5 separate regions of the Sus scrofa genome follow, and all the other regions are linked to region 4. Evidence: chromatin contacts called from public HiChIP or PLAC-seq and promoter capture Hi-C data. All regions are on one chromosome and are shown on one strand. Each heading gives the region's core, a stretch centred on a gene start, on an enhancer-like site or on the middle of the called end of the contact. The rest is flanking DNA. Distances are from core to core; before and after follow the strand shown. Region 1 holds the start of INO80E (INO80 complex subunit E). Region 2 holds the start of PPP4C (serine/threonine-protein phosphatase 4 catalytic subunit). Region 3 holds the start of YPEL3 (protein yippee-like 3). Region 4 holds the start of ZNF771 (zinc finger protein 771). Region 5 holds the start of FAM57B (protein FAM57B).

Region 1 (2,700 bases), core at 193-2,692, 280 kb after region 4:
ATCCTCAGCGGGACTGACTTCTGCCGTCTCATTCTTTGCTGGGGGGCTGAAGCAGTCTGGGCTGGAGGCTGCAGAGCTGGGCTCTGGAATGTGGAGAGAAGAGAAGGTTGGGAGAGGTTTCTCCTGTCACTTTCTTCCTCCACTTGGGATAAACTGCCTCTAATCCTGCTCTGACAGACGGAAGGGCAGTAGGAGACAGCGCTCAGTCTACCCTTTTCCTAGTGCCTGACGCACCCATCCAGCGCCCTCATCTAAGGCCTTGGGGCATAGCTCACGCGCAACAAGTAAATACGTTTTGAATGGACCACCTATGTAGAAAGCACTAACCTGACTCTGAATTGAAACGGAACCTTTTCCTCTCTCGGTCATGGCAGAGGGTGGGAGACCTCTTCGCCTTCTTGGCAAGGTCGAGCCTCTCTTCCTTGGCACCCGTTTCATCCACCTGTGTGGAGCATCAAGAGGGCAAAACATGAACCAAGGTTGTTTTCGGCCCCGCCCCCCTCAGGCTCCTCCGCCGCCGCCTCCACAACCCCCGCCTCTGGTGACCCCGGCTGGCGCCCTCACCTGCATCTTCAGCAGCTCCTCCTCCACTAGCCTCTTCAGCGCCTGCTTCTCCTCAGGTTCCAGGTGGTCGCGGCCGGCGTGAGCCAAGAACCTCTGCCGCACGATGGAGTGCGTAAGCGTGCTGCAGAAACACGTGTCAGGACAGAGTCCCCGTCCCGCCCCTGCCCTTTCCAACCCCAACGCCAACCTCCGGTGCACCTGAGGTCCGGGCGGCCTCGGAAGAAGCTACGGGTGAACTCCTGCATCTCATTCTCCCGCGCCATTTTGCTCCACCCAGAATACTGGTGGCTCCCGCCTTTTTTCTTCCCGGCCTCCGTCCACGCGTTTGACAGGAGCTTGCGCACGCGCAGAGTCGTAGAGCCGTGAGGCTAGCGACCGTTGAAGGTCCGTTGCGGGCCGCTTAGACCGAGAACTTTACCAGACAAAACTTGCTCTCCCCGGGCAGTGTGTGTGTTTGGGGGGGGGGTGTCTCGCAGCTCCTTCCTCTTTTTTTTTTTTTTTTTTTTAAGAACGAAGCGCTTCGAAAGTTTTCCTTAGAAACCGATTCGCAGCCCGCAACCTTTGGGTAACGCAATCAACCTGCGACGCTGCCTCCGTTCGTGATCACGGGCAGCAGTTAGGCCTCTGTGATTTTCGAAAGACAGAAAGAAAAGGGCGTCCCCACCTAGAGACTAGGAATTCCAGGGAGAAATTCGTCTTGTGGCTTCAAATCGCTAAGCACATTCCAAGTCAGTAAGGAAGCCCTTCGGCAGCCGACATCTCTGTGACGTCTTCACGTCGCGGCGGCGCCATCTTCCGCGTATCCCCTGGAAACAACGCTCCTTTCACGGTGGTCCCTCGGAGCCACCCCCTGTGGTCAAGATCTCTGGGCGCGGTGGACTCTGGGAGTTGTAGTCCCAGCGAACACAGCCTAGCCGAGTCTCCGGAAGTGGAAGCGGAAGAGGCCGGGCCGAGGCGGCTTTCGGGTAGCGGGACCCCGGACTAGGTTTGGGGCGCCACTCCCGGACCCAGTCATGAACGGGCCGGCGGATGGCGAAGTGGACTACAAGAAGAAATACCGGAACCTGAAGCGGAAGCTCAAATTCCTCATCTACGTGAGTGCTGGGTGGAGTGGGAAGGTGGAGGGGGGTGAGGCCTGGCGCTGGTAGGACGTCCGTTTAGTTCTGTGTAAAGGGAGCAGGGTACTCTGTGGCCGGCTTCCGAGCCCCATTTACGGATGGCAGGTGGCTCAGCATCCACCTTGCCCTTGATACAGGAACACGAGTGCTTCCAGGAGGAACTGAGGAAGGCACAGAGAAAATTGTTGAAGGTGTCCCGGGACAAGAGGTGAGACAGGCTCCGAGGGGAGGAGGGAGACCAGAGTAGATCTACATTCGGCCCCCACCCTGGAATGGGCCACAAATGCATGATGCCTGCCTGGGGACTGTTGTGAGGACGGGGCCAGTTCGAAGGGACGGGGGCTCAAGAGAACGTTGCAGAGATGGGAATAAACACTCATTGTTCCCCCCGCCTCTTTCCTCAGTTTCCTCCTAGACCGACTTCTGCAGTACGAGAACGTGGATGAAGACTCTTCTGGTGAGCAGGGTCATGGAAAATTGGTGGAGGACATGCTCCTGGCGCTCCAGCCAGCTCACTGGGCCCTCCTTTTAGACTGGAGGCCAGTACACCTCTGGTGGTTCCTAAGCCTGGTTGCTTGCCCTCCACCTCCCCTGTTTGTTAACTCAAGTATTACTGGATATCTACTTCGTTTCAGGCACTGTGCTCTGCACAGGGAATGCAGTGGTGACTGAGATGCACAAAGCTTCTGGGAATTTGTATTGTAATTAGGTGTAATAAGAGAGCAAAGAAATAAACTAGAGTTTTAGATTCGAAAGGCATAAAATCAGGGTGATATGGTAGTGATTGGAATAAAGCAGGGGTTGATAAACGTTCTCTGTAAAGAGCTAAGTAGGCATTCCTGCTGTGGCACAGTGGGTTAAAGATCCGGCCGCGTCACTGCAGCAGTTAAAGCAGTGGTGTAGGTCGAAGGTGCAGCTTGGATTTGATCCCTGGCCTGAGATCCTCAGGTGTGGCCTCCATATGCTTCAGGTGCGGCGAAAAAGGGGAAAGAGAGCGGGAAAAGAGCCAAGTAGACTT
Region 2 (2,700 bases), core at 36-2,535, 350 kb after region 4:
ATCCTGCATTGCTGTGGTTCTGGCGTGGCCGGTGGCTACAGCTCCAGTTAGACGCCTAGCCTGGGAATCTCCATATGCCACAGGAGCGGCCCTAAAAAAGGCAAAAAGACTAGGAAAAAAAAGAAAAGAAAAAGAGAGGGCCCATAGAAGACAATAAAAGACATTCCAAAAGGGCTCTGACACCAAGAGGTTTGTTTCAAGACAAATCGCTTCCTCTGCCTGCAGCAAGAGACTAAAGAAGCAGAGGACTTTAAATGTCAGTTTGGAGTGTTTTATAAAGTTTATAATGACAAAGTGAGCATCAGAAAGTGTGACAGAAGAGACCAGACCTTGAGGACACAGCTTTCCTAGGTTAAAACATCAACCTTGACCCAAGCCCAGAATTATTAGCTATGTAACTGTGGAAGTTAATCTCTTTTAGCCAGTTTCCTTTTTTTGTTGTTGTTTTTTTGAGGGCTGCACCCACAGCATATGGAAGTTCCTAGGCTAGGGACTGAATCTGCCTGCCACAGCCACAGCCACACAAGATCTGAGCTGCGTCTGCAATCTAGCAACCTGCATCACAGCTCACAGCAAGAGAGATCCTTAACCCACTGAGCGAGGCCAGGGATGGAACCCTTCACCTCATGCATACTAGTCGGGTTCCGTACCCCTGAGCCACAACCGGAACACCAGTTTCCTCCTTCTTTTTAAAGGAATAAAACTGCAGACAAGAGCAGGGGTGAGGGGTGTCAAAGAGACCTTTCTGGAACCAGGGAAGTCAGGTTGACTGAGGTATAAGCTTGTTGTGGGGAAGGTGGACTCCTTTCTGACTCTAACTTCAGAGGTCCTCCATCGGAGAGATGTCTCTTGGGCCTTGGAAAGAGATTTGGACTGGGAGTCTTTCGCCCATCCAACAAAGAGTTCTGTATGCCAACTGTGCCAGGCCATGTTCTAAGTGAGAACTGGGGCTGCAAGTGTGAACAGGACAAAATTCCATCTCTCAGGGACTGTAATGGGGGAGGCCGACTAAAACAGGTAAACAGAAACGTGTACGCTGAAGTTACAACGCGGAACGCCGACTCAGTTCCAGTTTCCTTCACTGACACGGTAATGTGGAGCGGATGTGGAGTCCGTCACCGCCCTCACAGCGCCAATCCGCTCAGCCCACAATCACTTCCGCTCGCACATTGCAGACATCCGGTTCTTCCGGCTCATTTGCATTCCTAGGCTTGAGGGGGTGGGGTAAGGGCGCGGCTTGGGAGGGGGGCGTGTGTATGACGCCACATCCGGCGCGCGGCGGAACTGGTGTTCCTCTGCTTCCGCGGCGGGGCCGGAAGTAGAAGCGGAGGTGGCGGCGGCCCAAAGCGGAGGGAAAGAGGAAGACAGGGAGCACGAAAACCGGAGCCGGAGTCGCTGCGTCGGTAATAGTCGGAGACCCTTCTAGGCCACCGTCCCTGGCGCGGGACCTCAGGGTTCGACGGGAGTTAGCGGAGGGCGGCCCGGGCTGTGGGACGCTGGGGGCCCCGGGGCCTATGTGAGGGGAGGCGGGAGTTGGGGGGGCCGGGCCAGCTCCAGAACCGAGTTGCCCCCCCCGACCCGGCGCCCCTTAAGGACACTGATCCGCGGCTTCTCCTTGGCCTTTCCCAGGAGACCCCTGTGCGGTGCGGAGGGGGCTACGGCCCCGGCTCTGACCCGCTCCGGGGCGGGTGGGCCATGGCGGAGATCAGCGATCTGGACCGGCAGATCGAGCAGCTGCGGCGCTGCGAGCTCATCAAGGAGAGCGAAGTCAAGGCCCTGTGCGCAAAGGCCAGGTGAGCCCGGGAAGAGAGGCTTCAGCCACTGATCAGAGGCCGGAAGCTTGGGGCAAATCCAGCTGAGAACTTTGGGCCTGGCTCATCCTGGAAGCTTTCCCAGAGAGGAGCGAATAGGGCCACTTCCCTCGAGGAGCAGCCGGGCCTGTTGGGGGAAGACAGACCTGGATTCAAATATCTGAAGTATTAGATGATGTGTTTTCAGTGGAGTTGGAATTACAGAAAGTACTTAGGAAGCTTAGGGAAACAACCTTGTCTGTCTGGGGGGGAACAGAGAACGTTTCTTGGAGGAACTGAACTTTGGGTTAGGCCTTGAAGAATAAGATGATAAAAGGGAATGTCAGCAAGAAGATTTGGTTTACAGTATTCTTTTTTTTTTTTTGGCTTTTTAGGGCCGCACCTGTGGCACTTAGAGGTTCCCAGGCTAGGGGCTGAATCAGAGCTTCAGCTGCTGGCCTACGCCACCAGCCACAGCAATAGCAATGAGGGATCCTTAACCCACTGAGTGAGTCCAGGGATCAAACCCACAACATCTTGGCTCCTAGTCGAATTTGTTTCCGCTGTGCCACAACGGGAACTCCTACAGTATTGTTTTAATCCCAGTAACAACCCAAAAAGGTGTGTGGAATTGTCTTCATCTCACAGGTGAGGATGCTTACATTCAGGAGTAAGGGGTAAAGCCTGAAGCGAGTTCTCCATGTCCTGTCCATTTTCAGGCCATCATGCAAGAAAGTGGAGTTGGATCACACTCATACTCCTTGTGGGAGCCTATGAAATAGAAGCAGATAAGCCAGAGTAGAATTAAGCAAGATCTGAAGGGAAGCCTAGCTTAGAGTTCTGTGGGAAGTAGGATGATGTAGTGGTTAAGAGCCAGGCTTTGGAATGTGGCTCTAGGTTGGAATCAGCT
Region 3 (2,700 bases), core at 158-2,657, 360 kb after region 4:
CCGCAGCCCACGTTCACCCTGCGGGGACACAGGGGAGGCATTCCCAGGGAGGGTTCCCGCCACCACAAGGCCCCCCACTCTAGCTTGTATCCAACCATGTTTGTTCTTTGCATCCACGAGAAGGGCAATCACAGCTTCCTGCCCAAACCAGAGGACTCTGGGAGTCTCCCTGCCAGGGGTCACAGGTCACCACAGAGATCAGGAAGAGAAAGAAAGGAGATTGAATACTTACACAGAGTTGAAGAGGTAGGCACGCCCCTGGCTGCCCTGAAAGGACTAAAGGGTAGGAGGGAGAATTGGGGGGCGGTGGTTAGGGCTACTAGTGCGGAGCTGCCAGGCAGCCCCTCTTGCCTCCCATTTCAGCCCCAGCTGTGACCTGGTTACCTTGGAGATGAGGTCGTCGTGGTTGGCCAGGTGAGCACGGCAGTGGGCACAGCTATACCTCCGGTGACAATCATCCAAGTAGGCCTGAAACGTCTTGGGCTTTGAAATCCGCACCATGGCGGGGGCCGGGGGCAGTGGCCCCACGCGGGGAGCGGCCCACGGGGAGCAGAGGGAGCCCAGTGCCTGCAGGGAAGGGAGCAAGGGGGCTGTCAAGACCTGGGCCACACACAGGCAGGCACGCCCTGGGCCATGGGGACTCTCTCTGTCACACTTGGCTGCTGTCTCCTCTCCCTAGAGCCAGCAGCCTCTCCAGAGGCCAGAGCCGGCTCAGTTTTGACTCACTGAGGCCTCGAGTTGCATCAATGGGGAAACTGAGGCTAGGAGGAGCCCCAGATGAGTCATCCACCTGCTTCCAGCCTCACCCCTGCTGACCTGGCAAGTGAAGCTGGACGAAGGGGCTCTAGAGTGGATGAACTGTCAGCTCTCCGTTTAGGGGGAGCACGGAGGGGTCAGGAATTGTATGGTCCTTAGAACCTCATCGGAACTGCCGGGGGTGGGGCGACTTCGCTGGACGTAGAGGGAGTTCACCTGGGGAGAGGATCCCTCACCTGGGGAAGGCAGGAGGCCTCACTGAAAGGTGGAGGGTCAACTGGGTGGGGAGGGGATCTTACCTGGAGGCGCCGAGGCCTTGTCTATGCCGGGGGGGATCTTACCTGCATCGCGGAGCCTTACCTGAGACCCCCAGGGTTCACCTGGGGCGCGGGGGTGGGGGGCGGGCGCCGGGGAAGGGGGCAGTCCTCACCGTCAGGGCGGGGGCGCGGGGCGACGCGCACCCCTGATGATGCGGGCCTCACCTCGCCTGGGCGCGCGGGGACCCGGTCCGCCGGGGTGGCCTGGCCTGGGAGTGGGGGGCGCTCCTGGTGGGCGCCGTCCCCCCCGGCCCGGGTTCGCAGCCGCCGCGACTTGTTTACACCGAGACCAGCTGCTGCCGCGGCTGCGGCGGGAGGGGGAGGGGGCCGGCCTCTGGTCCCGGCGGCCGCCTCGGCCAATCGGCGTGCAGCATGCAAATGAGGGGGCGCGTCACACAGCGGCCAGCGCAGGCCCAGGCTGCCCTTCCCCCTGCCACCCGGCTCCGGCCGGCCCGGAAATGCGGCTGCGGCCCGCCACCCAGCCGGCCGGCCCCACGGCCCCGGGCCCGGTCGCCCCTCGGCCTCCTGCGGCCCTTGAGGGGCGAGGATCTGAGATACCCGACCTGGCGTGGAGTCAGGATGGGGGATGCTGTCCGGACGCACCCCACCGGGAAATAATAAGAGTCATAATTTTCTGCGTTTACCCCCCGCCCGTGCCCCACTCTCTTAATCCCCACAGCAATCCCTGGAGACAGCTGCTGCTACAGTTCCCACGTTACCGGGGAACTGAGGTCCACAGAGGTCTGGCAGCTCTCCAAAGTATCCAGTTAGTAAGAGGCAAAGTGGGGATTCTCGCTTTGGTTGGATTCCTGGCTTCTTGCCATAGCACCACAGACAGACTCTTGGACGGACAGGTGCCCACCTGTGCCAGACCCCTTTGAGCCAGAGCCTCAGGGACAAGCGATTGCTGCTGGTGTGCCTCACCTCCTCCAGGCAGCCCCCCCCTCCGATGCCCTGCCCATTCAGGCTGTTTTAGGTGTCTTTCCTTTCTCAGACATTGTCAAAATGTCTATTTAAACATGTGTTCCCCACCCTAGACTTGTTTTGTTCCCTGTATTGGCCTTAGTATCCAGCCCGGCCTAAAGTCATCAGTAACCTATGTGCAATATGTGATTCATTAAATGAATCGGGTAGCAGGGCTGGAGAGGGTTGAGGAATTTGAGAAGCTTCTGGATTAGGAGACTTGGGAATGGAAGTTTGGAATGACTGAGGGATCAGCTGGGCCAGCCATGCCCACCCTCTGAAGCCAGGTGAGGAGGCTCACAGGGGCAAGTCAGATGCCTTGCTGTTGCGTCTGGGCCTCTTAATGGCCTCAGGAGAATGGAAGCCTTGTCTGTGGCTCTGGAGGGGCAGGGGGCCTTGCAAGGGACATTCCTGAGGAGAGTGGAGGCCAGGTTGGCATGGGGTGTGGCATTACTCTGGATCTGGAATGCGGTGAAACCAGTGGGTCGGGATGGTTAGGGCCTCAGACTCTGGCCCTCAGCTGGCCTCTTGGGCTTCAGGCTGCCATCTTTGTAGTTTCTAGGATCGCTCCGCTCCTCCCAACCCTAAGCATAGAGACATGCCTGAGAAGAAAATATTTATTGAGGAAGAGAAATAGAGGAGGGGGGAGTTCCTATTGCGGCGC
Region 4 (2,700 bases), core at 26-2,525:
TCGAACCCGCGTGCCTCCATAGCAACCCAAGCTGCTGCAGTCAGAGCCACAGCGGGAACTCCCACAGCAGTATCTTGTTTGGCCCTCAAGTTTAAAAGTTAGCTTTAGGAGTTCCCTGGTGGCCTAGCAGGCTAAGGATCTGACATTGGAATTCCTGCCTGTGGCCATCAGGATCAGTGGCATCTCAGCAGCACCAGGATGCAGGTTCAATTCCCCAGCCGGGCACGGTGGGTTAAAGCATAGACCGGGGAACTCCATATGCTGTGGGGCGGCCAAAAAAAAAAAAGGACCTGCCCGTTGTCACTGATGCACTGATGTGGCATGAGTTCTGTCCCTGGCCCAGGAATTTCCACATGCCACAGGTGCAGCACAAAAAAAGTAGTAAGAGAGAACTTTTACACATTTTAATTTTCAACATTTAAAAATTGAGATATTTCATATAAACATCTGTATTTTCCTACTTCTCTTGAAAAAGATAGCTGAGTCTCCTATTTTATGACTGAGGCAGTGAAGATTCAGAAATGATGAAAAAAAAGAGAACATCCAGTAAGTGCTTACAATCCCTAGTTGTCTCTTTACAACGACCTTGTGGGGACCTTCTTTTGACAGATGAGGGAACTGAAAGATGAGCGAGCTTAAGTAGTTTCCTCAAAGGCACATAGCTGGTAAGTAGAAAATTCCATAGCTCCAAATTATCTTTCAGAAATGAGGTTACATGAGGAAGCTGTAGCACAGCCAGGACTCAAGACATCCTCAGTCTGCAGTCCAGGGCATAACTCGGATGTTGGGATTACAAATGGTCAACCTTTTGCTCCTCCTCAGAGCTGGCAAAAGGGAGTAAATGAGTGTGATACCCACACTCAGGATCCCCAATGCTATTTTGATTGTGTTCATTCTCTCATCAAATATTTATTGAGCCCTACTATGTGCCTGGCACCATTCTAGATATTGGAGATGCAGTAGGAAACAAAAGAGACAAAAATCTTGGCTGCTATGGCACTTCTCAGGGTGTTAAAAAGTGTCAACAAGTAAATAAACCAGATAATTTCAGATAATGACAGGTGTAGGAAAGAAATAGGGCCAATAAGGAGTATTGCAATGATGCAATAGGGAGTAGCTATGGTTGGGGGCTTCTTTAATGTGGGTAGGGAAGGCATCTCTTAGGAAATAATTTATGAGATGAAACTTGAATGATGACAAAGTGTAGCCACTTGAGGAGTTCCTGTCATGGCTCAGCGGTTAACGAATCTGACTAGCATCCATGAGGACACAAGTTTGATCCCTGGCTTTGTTCAATGGGTTAAGGATCTGGTGTTGCTGTGAGCTACGGTGTAGGTCGCAGACATGTCTCGGATCCTGCATTGCTGTGCTTGTGGTGTAGGCTGGCAACTACAGCTCGGATTCAACCCCTAGGCCTGGGAACCTCCATGTGCTGAGGGTGTGGCCCTAAAAAGCAAAAAAAAAAAAAAGCATTAGCCACTTGAAAATCTGGAGGAATGTTCTAGACAGAGCTACAGAGACTAAGCTGAGATTAAACTTGGCATATTTGAGGAACAGAAAGAAGGCTTATGTGACTGGAGCCAAGTGAATCAGTGATGGGAAAAGCAGTGTGAGATCTGGGGGAGAGGCAGGCAGGGGGCCAGATGATGGCTGGAACCCTAGAAAAGGCAAAGTGTTGTCCCCTGATGCAGAGAATCAGTGAGGAGACTCAGCTGGGAGCAGGAAAGTTCCTACTGGGAGGTCTTCCTACTGTGGGAGGACTTTAGGACAGATGCTGGCAAAAGGAGAAACATGTACAAGTATCCAGAATCAGAGCTAGTTCTTGTTCTTGAGAATCTCACAGTCTAGTAAAAAAGATTGTGACTAAAAAGCATAGAGTCAGAGTTCGCATTGTGGCACAGCAGAAGCAAATCCAACTGGTAACCATGAGGTTGCAGTTTTGATCCCTGGCCTTTCCTCAGTGGGTTCAGGATCCTGTGTTGCTGTGGCTGTAGCTCTGATTTGACCCCTAGTCTGGAAACCTTTTTTGCGGCCCTAAAAAGCAAAAAAAATAAAAATAAAAAGTATAGGGTCCCCTGGTGGCCCAGTGGGTTCAAGGATCCAGTGTTGTGGCTGCAGTGGCTTGGATTCGATCCGAGGCCTGGCCCAGTGGGTTAAAGGATCTGGCGTTGCCACAGCTGCAGCATAGGTCACAGCTGTGGCTTGGATTCAAATCTTGGCCCATCAACTATTGAAGAAAAAAAAAACCAAACACGAGAAGGAAATAGTAGGTCTTTGACTGGAGAATAGTGGGGTGGGTGAAAAACTCCCTTGATTAAAGTGGGAATTGGGTGTAGGCCTCACTGAAGGGATGAATGTAAAAGACCTCCAAGGATGAGTGGGAGTTTGCCAGATGAACAAAACATAGCATCTTCTGGGATTGTAAACTCTTGTGAAGGGCACATCATGTTCCAGGGACACCATCACCAGAGTATTTAGTGAGGCCTGTTGTGTGCCAGGCCCCTTTTAGGACTAGGAGGTCATAAAATGAATTTGGAAAAGTTTTTTGTTTGCTTTGTTTTTGTTTTGTCTTTTGTCCTTTTTAGGGCTGTACCTGTGGCATATGGAGGTTCCCAGGCTAGGGGTCTAATCGGAGCTGTAGTCACCGGCCTCCACCAGAGCCACAGCAACACGGGATCCAAGCCTCGTCTGCAACCTACA
Region 5 (2,700 bases), core at 74-2,573, 310 kb after region 4:
CTTCTCGGGTCACTCCCTGCCCATCTTTCCCCAAGGCTGCCTTGCCCGGGGCTCAGCCCCATTCAGACAGCAGTGAGCTCCTGGGTTCACCCCTTTCTCTGCCATCTTCCTCCCCTCAACTGCGGACCCTGAGTCGCCGTCCCCTCAGGAGGACACCAGGGAGGTCATCTTGAGGTGAGACGATGCTGAGAATGGGTGGCTGATGACAAAGCCCCTCCCGGGGAGGGGTGAGGTGGGGGGCACAGCAGAGCATGGCACAGGAAAGCCCCGGGCCTGTTCTTGCATCACGCAGCTGCCCAGTCATCATGCCGGTCATCCACGGGCTCCTGGGATGTCCCCAGTTGCCCCTGGCCACTTTCCCGCTCTCCGCTTGCCTGCCCCACGCTCCCCTCCCCACCTCCGGCCCCTATGCCAGGGCTGTGCGGAGTTCGTTCCACTGTTCACTCCTCTGTCCCTCTTTGCCCCAAACACATGCCTTGAATACTGCTCGACTCTCTCTGCCCCTTGTCTGGCTCCCTAACATCCTATGGGAATGTTGGAGGCACTTGCTGGCCCTGTTTTGGAGGGTGGGAGGGTGAATGGGAAAGGGAAGAAGAGCAGTCTGAACACTAGTAGACCAGATGGCTGGGTTTGGATGAGGTCTCCTGGGACGGCAGTGAGTAAGGCAGCGAGGAGAGAAGGAAGCTGGGAGGTAGAGCCCACCGACCACTCCGGGAGCCCCCAGACCCCACCAGGCCAAGGATCCACAGACGTGCTGGGGTCCCCTCCATCCCCAAAAAGCCTGGAAAGGGGAGAGGGGTGGAGGGGAAGGGACGCAGTTTACCTGGCGGAGACAATGACCGCGTCGGCCTCCTCCCAGCGCAGCTGGGGCAGCCGCTGGAGCGTGTTCTTGGAGAGGAGGAAGAGTCCGGGGAACACCACCCCCCAGCCACCATGGGGGTCAGCATGGTGGCTCGGGCCTCCGGCAGGGAGACGAGCGAGCGAGTGGCCGCGAAGGGACAGGGAGGCCGAGCTGAAGGGAGTTAGGGGTGGAGAAGGATGCCAGGCCAGGCAAGGAGAGAGAGAGAGAAAGGGGCACAAAGGGGACAGGGCGGGGACGGGATGGGGCTGGGGAGTCAGACCGAAGGACAGGCGAGCAAAAGGGAGTTAGATGAGACTGGGGACACGGGGAGAGACTGGGGAGGGGGGGGAATCCGAGAAAGGGAGCCCGAGAAAGCCAGTCAGAGGGTTGGGAGAGAGATGAGGAGGGAAGGACTTGGTGAGAGGACAGAGGGAGAGGGTACAGGAGGAGGAGGAGGAGGAGGAGGATGCGGATGGGGAGGGGAGGGAGAGCGGCAGGTTGGGGGGGTTACGCGGAGTGGCGGGGAGGGCCCGGGGAGGCGGGGTGGGGGGTGGGACTGTGGTGCCCGCTCTGAAAGGGAGGGCGGGAGGGAAGGGAGACAGAGGAGCGGCGGGGCCAGTGGTCAGCGGTCAGCACTGCTCTCCCGCCTCTCGCTGCCGCCACAGTTCCCGCTGCCGCCGCCGCCGCCGCCGCCGCCGCCGCCGCCCGGTCCAGAGGGCCCCGGAGGCTGCACAGGGCATTATAGAGAGTTCGTGCCCAGCCCCTGCCCCCTCTGGGGGGAGGGGGAGGGGACGTCACCAGCTGGGGGAGGGCGGGGGAGGGGGAGGGAAATGATGGCACCGACCAGACACCGAGGACCGGGACCTGCAGCGGCGTCTCCCCATGCAGCTCTGAGCCACGGCAGCGGCGGCAGCGGCTGCGACAGAGATGGGGGGGAACGGAGAAAGAGGGAGGGGGAGGCCCTTAAAGAGACAGCCGCTGCGGCACAGGGGGCTGCTGAGGACAAGGGTCAGGGGAGAGTCAGCTCTTTCACTTGGGGATGGAGGTGGCTGTTGGGAGCCCGGGAGGGGACTGACCCAGCACTTGGCATTTCTTCCTCTGCCAAGGCCTCCCAACACATGTCCCTCGGGGGCCTGTGTGCTTCCAGCTGAGGGTGGCCTCTCTGGTAGAAAGAGGATGCCCTGGAGGAGGGAGCAGGGGAAACTGGTACCTCCCGGTGTCTCTGAAGGATGCATGTCCTTAGGGCTCAGAGATCCCTAGGTCCTTCACCCCGATGGGAGAGAGGGGAACTCTGAGGTATACATGAGGTGCCTGTAGGTCCTGCCCTGGCTGCAAGTCAGTCCTACGAGCTTCTCTAACTCTTGTAACAGTACTGAGGGAATGGCACTTTTTACAGGTCAAAAAGTGTCCCCAGGCCTTCAGTGGCCCCAAGTTCTCAGAGTTGCGAAGATGCAAGAACCCTCTCATCCTGGGCGGCAGGGGTTAAAGAGAGTGGGAAGCTCTGCCTCCCTGAAAGCCCACCTCAAGCTGAGGATGGCCCTTTCCGTACCCGTGTCCTTGAGGCTATCCGGCCTCTCCCAGCCTGCCCTAAACCCTGGTCATTCTTTTTCTTCAGGTTTATTGTGCCCCTGGCTCCCCTTCCTCTGCAACTTCCTCTCCCCCTGGAAGAGGACCCTGGGGATTGGCTGATTCAAGCCCCTCATCCAGCTGCAAGGAAAGGAGGCCCAGTGACTTGGCCAAGGTCCTGCAGCAGGTCAGAGGCCCAGCCAGAACCACACTTGGCCTCTGCGCCGCTTCTCACCCTCTCACGCGGCCTCCCTGGAATCTGGCCTTCTCATCCTGCACCCAACTGCCCTGTA

Evidence for each region. Promoter capture Hi-C pulls out the DNA fragments that hold promoters and counts their contacts. HiChIP or PLAC-seq counts read pairs in DNA pulled down with a chosen protein or histone mark.
Region 1: an H3K27ac HiChIP or PLAC-seq map of alveolar macrophages shows a contact between it and region 4. The contact joins the promoter of INO80E here to the promoter of ZNF771 in region 4. A contact is called at or near these places in 1 of 5 promoter capture datasets (fetal liver) and 1 of 2 datasets of contacts at active chromatin or transcription factors (alveolar macrophages).
Region 2: a contact with region 4 is called in an H3K27ac HiChIP or PLAC-seq map of alveolar macrophages. The contact joins the promoter of PPP4C here to the promoter of ZNF771 in region 4. A contact is called at or near these places in 1 of 5 promoter capture datasets (fetal liver) and 1 of 2 datasets of contacts at active chromatin or transcription factors (alveolar macrophages).
Region 3: a contact with region 4 is called in an H3K27ac HiChIP or PLAC-seq map of alveolar macrophages. The contact joins the promoter of YPEL3 here to the promoter of ZNF771 in region 4. A contact is called at or near these places in 1 of 5 promoter capture datasets (fetal liver) and 1 of 2 datasets of contacts at active chromatin or transcription factors (alveolar macrophages).
Region 5: a promoter capture Hi-C map of fetal liver shows a contact between it and region 4, with 3 times the contacts expected there. The contact joins the promoter of FAM57B here to the promoter of ZNF771 in region 4. A contact is called at or near these places in 3 of 5 promoter capture datasets (fetal liver, fetal skeletal muscle and liver) and 3 of 47 Hi-C or Micro-C datasets (embryonic fibroblasts, liver and retroperitoneal adipose tissue).

Annotation. Positions count from the first base shown.
Region 1 is chr3:18,200,650-18,203,349 of Sscrofa11.1, forward strand. INO80E (INO80 complex subunit E) reads left to right here and starts at 1,443. Exons shown (of 6, transcript XM_021088007.1): 1 at 1,443-1,658; 2 at 1,820-1,890; 3 at 2,087-2,139. The coding sequence starts at 1,578. It overlaps HIRIP3 (HIRA-interacting protein 3), which reads right to left and starts at 1,258. Exons shown (of 8, transcript XM_021087988.1): 1 at 763-1,258; 2 at 565-685; 3 at 328-442; 4 at 1-83. The coding sequence starts at 827.
Region 2 is chr3:18,261,532-18,264,231 of Sscrofa11.1, forward strand. PPP4C (serine/threonine-protein phosphatase 4 catalytic subunit) reads left to right here and starts at 1,286. Exons shown (of 9, transcript XM_021088021.1): 1 at 1,286-1,403; 2 at 1,630-1,793. The coding sequence starts at 1,696.
Region 3 is chr3:18,279,935-18,282,634 of Sscrofa11.1, forward strand. It overlaps YPEL3 (protein yippee-like 3), which reads right to left and starts at 1,408. Exons shown (of 5, transcript XM_021088027.1): 1 at 1,239-1,408; 2 at 385-567; 3 at 233-276; 4 at 1-18. The coding sequence starts at 501. GDPD3 (glycerophosphodiester phosphodiesterase domain-containing protein 3) reads right to left here. Exons shown (of 12, transcript XM_021088020.1): 12 at 2,640-2,700.
Region 4 is chr3:17,916,139-17,918,838 of Sscrofa11.1, forward strand. ZNF771 (zinc finger protein 771) reads right to left here and starts at 1,276. Exons shown (of 3, transcript XM_005653018.3): 1 at 1-1,276.
Region 5 is chr3:18,230,093-18,232,792 of Sscrofa11.1, forward strand. It overlaps FAM57B (protein FAM57B), which reads right to left and starts at 1,324. Exons shown (of 7, transcript XM_021088005.1): 1 at 923-1,324; 2 at 824-920. The coding sequence starts at 947. LOC110260082 reads right to left here. Exons shown (of 4, transcript XM_021088012.1): 4 at 1,381-1,568. The coding sequence ends at 1,464. LOC110260083 (a long non-coding RNA gene) reads left to right here. Exons shown (of 8, transcript XR_002342905.1): 3 at 1-174; 4 at 2,457-2,594.